2 separate regions of the Gossypium hirsutum genome follow, and region 1 is linked to region 2. A link is a contact called in public Hi-C data. All regions are on one chromosome and are shown on one strand. The core of a region is the stretch at or near the end of the contact, and the rest is flanking DNA. Distances in the headings are between cores, read along the strand shown. Region 1 has its middle 9.6 kb from the start of LOC107951341. Region 2 has its middle 12 kb from the start of LOC107950989.

Region 1 (3,011 bases), core at 185-2,684, 700 kb before region 2:
TGAATTTGAAAGGTGCGAATGATTCTTATTTAATTTTAATTATTAGTATTTTGATTTTTTAAAGAAAATTTCTTCTATGTTTTAACTAATTCATGGTATTTTTGAAAGAAAAAAAAACCACTTAAGGTATTTATTTATTTATTTTATTATTATAAAAATTCATTATTTTGAAGCAATGTGATTTAAGTACAAAATACAATGAGAGTTTGCCAAGTTTCTCATTAATGAATCTTTTGTTTAGAACGATAAAACTAAGCTCTTTCTTTCACTTGGATAAAAACAAAAGGGGTTTTACAATTAGCAGTTTCACATATACTTCATCAAACAATAGCTAACAATGGAGACAGGTAAAAATATTTAAATTCGAAAAAAATAGGGATTAAATTGAAAAAATTAATAGTGAGTGATTAAAATAGAATCAAATATATTTTAAGTGATTATTATTATAATTTAATCTTAATTAAAATAATAGCAAATATTTACAAATTAAATTAAAATTTTATTATTAAAATAATAGTTTGAGAAAAAAGAGAGAGTTTAAATTATATTAAGATAATTTGAAAACTTATTGTTTAGACCTTCAATAAAAATATGCCACTTTATATTTTTAAAAGAATTTATAATTAATATGATATACTTTATAATATTAACTTAATTCTCCTTAATAATATCTTAATCTGATTAATTAACTAAAATTAATGTAAACAAATTTAAATAGTATTAACAAAGTAATAGTTATAGTAATGTAAAGTTTATGGGTTTGTTTTTTTTTTTACAACTAAATTTATGATTTATTGTATGGTGGGTTAACATTTAAACTTTAAGAAAATTATTACATCAAGAGGTTTATGATTTTGAGGTTTATGATATTTATATAGAAGTATATTCATTTTAAAGTTAAAAATTGTAATAATAGTTAATTTAATATTTGCGATGTATTGTATTATTTATATCCTCTAAAGATTTATGACGTGACATATTATTGTTGGATGTATAAAAAAGTACTATTCTAATTTTATTTATAAGATTTATTAACAAAATATAAAATAGTTTAATACATATAAAGAATTCAAAAATATTGCACGAATCTAAATATTTATCTAATTTCAGAACATCTAAATTAATAAAATTTAAATCATATGTAACTATTCCAATCTATCTAATGTCTAGCTAAGGTTGTGTTTTGAGAATTTAAAAGTTCATCTGTATCATATTATGAATATATTTTGAATTGAATATTATTTTTATTTAATTTTTAAATTTTTATAATGTAAAATAAATATTTCATATTTAAAATAGTCGAATTATTTTTAAAAATAATAATAAATAACTATATTTAAAAATTTAAAAATAATATCTTGAGATAGCTGCGTGGCATCCCCATGGTGATGCTATAATTAAAAGTTTGAAACCCTGTAGATGTGACCTTTACCCAATACCGCACCCTATCTTGATTGATTAAACCCTACAGAGAAATTATTCTTACATATCATTGCCTAGTGAAGTCAGGTGTGGGTTAAAGATTTTGGAAGTTTGTACTATCTTGAAATGACTGCCCCTGCTATCGTGTAGTCTACCATCTATCAATCGCCGCCCAACTCCCAAACTTCTCAACAAACACCATTACCTTTGCTTAAACAAGTAATCATGGGAATAATTACGTATCTTTATAGCTTTCACAGTACCTTTCCCTATCCCCTCAACTCAGCCAAAAGATTCTTCAATGCTAGGTAGGTCGATTTTGTCACCATTTTTGCTTTCGCTATTAACCCCGTGGGCTCAACAATGCCAATGGTGGGTCGATTTTGTTACCATATTAAGCTTACTTTACCATGTAGCAGTGCCGATGGAGAACCACAGACCAAACACACAGCTTCAGAGTTGACAGGCTTTGAGACATACAACTTCAGAACACCTTATACAAGAAAACGATGTTTTAAGCCAAGGCGATGAGGATAGAGTTAAGCTTCAAAAATCTATTTGAACCCAATAAATATTTTTTTAAATAATCGATTTGATTTGAATTTTATTTTTTATTTAATAGATAATTAATTTTATTTTTTATGATTTAAAAAATAAATATTTCATATTTAAATATAAAATTAATGTAAAATATTTTATATAAATATATATCTTTAAAAATTATAAAATTCATTATTTAGAAATATTTAATTGAAACCTTAATATCTAAAAGCCATAAAATAGCTTATTAGAATAAGGACATCTTTGGATGTCTGTTTTCTTTTAGTATGTTGCGATTGAGTGTTATTTCAACGTAATTGTGCTGGTAGAAGCTATTTGAATTATACAATATTAGTGCGTTGAACGCTACGCAACACCAATAGAAATGGAAGTTTTCACTGGTGAGAAAGTAAGTATGCTTTTACCCTTTTGTCTTTGTCATGTGCCTTTTTCTCTTTTTTATAATTTATAGATTTTTGGTAAAATATATCTCAGCTTATCTTTTATCCCAAACTCTTTTATATTTAAAATTTTAGTTTTATTAAATTTGAAAACAATGTTTCATTATAATAATATTGTTTGTTTTTTCATGATAATAAATAATATTTTTAAGTAGATTTTTATAATAATTAATTATATAATTAATTAAAATATTTATAATAAAATATCAGAAGATACATTTTAATATTTTATTAAATGAATTTAGAAATTCACATATTTTTAATAATTTCATAAAAGTAAAATAATTTAAAAATTTCTATCATATATCATTTATAATCTAATCTCCTTAATAGTCATTTTCTATTCTCATTATACCATTACAGCTACGTTTCGCTGTTTCTAATCTCACTGCTACAGTATCCAATCACACTACTACAGTAATTAATCTCATCGGAAGTAAACAAACCGCTCATCTAAACTAAGCCTAAGTTTAAAAATTAAAAATTAAAAATTAATATAAAATAAAAAATTTGACTGAACTGAAAGATATAAAAATATTCAACCAAAATAAATTAAACTCACCTCTACATGGCTATGTGACTTTCAAA
Region 2 (2,941 bases), core at 37-2,536:
TTTAATTTAATTTAATTTAATTTAATGTAATATCTTTAATAGTCATTTTTTATTTTCATCTCACCACTACAGTTGTGTTTGAATCCAAACACATACCCCACCGCTATTTCTAATCTCACCGTTACAGTATCCAATCTCACCGCCATAGTAAATAATCTCACCGCTACCACTATTTTGAATCTCACCAGAAGTAAACGCACCGCCCATCCAAATTAAGCCTTAGTTTGGATGGACGGTGTGTTTACCTCCGGTAAGGTTAAAAACAGCGGTGGCGGTGAGATTAGTTACTGTAGCGGTGAGATTGGATACTGTAGCGGTGAGATTAGAAACAGCGGTAGAGTGTGTGTTTGGATTCAAACGCAGCTGTAGCGGTAAGGTGAAAATGAAAAATGACTATTAAGGACATCATATTAGAATTGATATATAATAGAAGTTTTTAAATTATTTTACTTATATAAAATTATTAAAATATGTGAATTTATAAATTTATTTAATAAAATATTAAAATGTATCTTTTAATATTTTATTATAAATATTTTAATGAATTATATAATCAATTTAAATTATTTATTAGATAAAATGATAATAATTTTTAATTTTTAATTTTTATTATATAACCAATGTTTAAAACGAATGAAATCATCATATTTTCTTCCATATGCTCCATTCTTCCTTTGCCTTCTAAAAATTCTAAGTTCTGTTCTCCATTCTTGACAGTAGCTAAAAGCTTGAACTTCAAGCATTTTTCCTTCATATTTTACCCGGGTATAATACGTTGCTGCTGGTGCTCTGTTTGAAATTCTTACTTTACCCGGTTAAAGTGTGTTGAAACTCCAACATAGATAGCAGAATTTGCCCGCCAAATCTGAAAAAAATAACAGATTGATAAAGAAACTTTAAGGATAAAATGGTAAAATAATAAATGGAAGTTCAACCAGTGAGCTTATTGCTGCTGAAAGCTCCAGTTGATTTTTGGGATAGCAGTGTGGTGAGAATTGATTTTGGTTGCACTGAAACACTCAACCAAACATCTTCCCAGTGAGGTTGGAAGTCCAACTGCACCTCACTAGCTTTAAACGGTGAACCAAAAGAAGCCTAAACCTTATACTAGGCATTTTTGAGATCGAAAAAGAAATAGATAGTGAGGAGTGGGGACAAAATAGGTTAAAAACTCAAAAGGGCCGCTAAGCTAGTCTAATGTGTAAAACCCACATTGCACAGAGACGGGAAGCAAGGACTGACATCTCCTATAAAATAGAAGGGTCCCCAAAGACTATAGCCTGATACTTTAGGCACTGAACGGGATATGTTGAGTGGTCATTACTCGCAGGCTTTGCCAACACTTGGGCACTACCACTCCTATCTTTACCACCTGATCTCTACCTTGGAGGGAAAAAAGCACATCAATAATTCTAGTTTCGAAATTAAGTTTGTCATTCTTTTGGTAGGATACAAAGCAAATTGAGAAACTCTGCTGAGTTGTTTGTGGATTATTGAAATTATTTTCTGGAGAGCACTATTGGGTTACTATCTCCAAAACTACGAGATTTGAAGAGTTACTATTTGTAATTTTATTTATTTGTATTATTAAAAGTTAACGTAATTGATGGAATAGACACCATTTTTTAAGTATAAGATTAAAATATAATCTGACTCTTAATTAGACTTGTTAATAGGCCAGACCACCTAATGTGGGAGGGTTTGAGTAAAAATATAGGCTCGAAAAATGGATTTAGACAAAAAATAAGGTCTGTTTAAAAAACAGGCCGGTTCTTAGGTAAGACATTTTTAGCCCGGCTCGGCTTGAATTCACTAAATTCAATAAATTAATTTATTATTCAAATTATTCGAATTGTAAAATTTAACTCGACTCAAAACTGAAATTACTTATTTGAGTTGACTCGAACAACTCAATTCAATTAATTAGAAATTTGAATTTTTATTTTACTTTTTTGAATCAAATCAAATTTTGTTCACCTCTAACTCAAATTTGTTTGGATTGACTAATACCATACTGTTTCAATACGAAATTAAGTTTCATTTCGATTAAAATTAGATTTTACAAATATTAAAACGTGCTAATATCAATATATACTAATACCAAAACAAAAACAATATATCCACTTGTTAAGATGACTTGGGAAAAAAAATACCAATATACAATATATGGAAGGTATTATGTACACTCTAATGAATCTCACATATATTTAATAATAGAATGAGAAGAATGGGACTGTTAGGAATGAGACAAGAAGTGACATTCAAGTTGCGAGGTCTAAACCATCCATCACATCCAATATATTTGTTTTTGAATGCTTGCAACTCTTTCTTGCCCTATCAGGAGAGTTCCCAGCACTTCTACTTAATGCCCAAACTTTGATCCTTTTGTTTTTGCCTAAAGGAAATTCCTGACTTTTGCTGATTCCAGGAACCAATCTCCTCCCACTCACCTTGCTTAACAACTTCCTGTCTTGTTCTGACAGTTCAACCTTGCGGGGTTTAGTACCACTATTCAAGGATAGAAATTGCCGCTGCATCTTGGAGTGAAAAGGAGATCGAAATGTCTGAGGCTTGGACCCGTGATCTCTTTGTTTCACTAAGCTGATCAAATGATGAAGCAATGCCACCAATTCAAGGACGTATGCATCTGTTTTCGCTTTATCAGCATGATAAAGCGTCTGAAGGCCGGTGAGGGCAATATTTACCGCTGCGCTTCTTCCAAATTCATTGCTGTCAAACACCAGGAAACAGAATAAGTCCATTCACATGTGACAATATGCACACAGAGAGACAAAGAAAAGCCTTTCACTAACCCTGTGCTCGCCCATTCTCCAACCCATCCAAAACCTTGATGTGCTCTGTTGCAAAAAAAGAAGAAATATTACCTAGGAATTTTGGCTTAATTTCTCAAAAAAATTAAATCTAAACAAGCATAACATAA

What was found. Hi-C and Micro-C count contacts between places; a contact is called where the count stands out from the background.
Region 1: a Hi-C map of leaf shows a contact between it and region 2, with 2.5 times the contacts expected there. The contact joins two enhancer-like sites. A contact is called at or near these places in 9 of 34 Hi-C or Micro-C datasets (callus, leaf and petal).

Annotation. Positions count from the first base shown.
Region 1 is chrA02:29,975,849-29,978,859 of Gossypium_hirsutum_v2.1, reverse strand. No RefSeq gene overlaps it. Among protein-coding and RNA genes, the nearest start is that of LOC107951341, 9.6 kb to the left of the region's middle. Within about 2 kb of position 1,434, at least 1 of the 9 cell types and tissues checked has an H3K27ac peak or open chromatin away from gene starts, as enhancers often do. A contact at or near this core is called in leaf, where this site is marked.
Region 2 is chrA02:29,273,631-29,276,571 of Gossypium_hirsutum_v2.1, reverse strand. It overlaps the pseudogene LOC107950990. Among protein-coding and RNA genes, the nearest start is that of LOC107950989, 12 kb to the left of the region's middle. Within about 2 kb of position 1,286, at least 5 of the 9 cell types and tissues checked have an H3K27ac peak or open chromatin away from gene starts, as enhancers often do. A contact at or near this core is called in leaf, where this site is marked.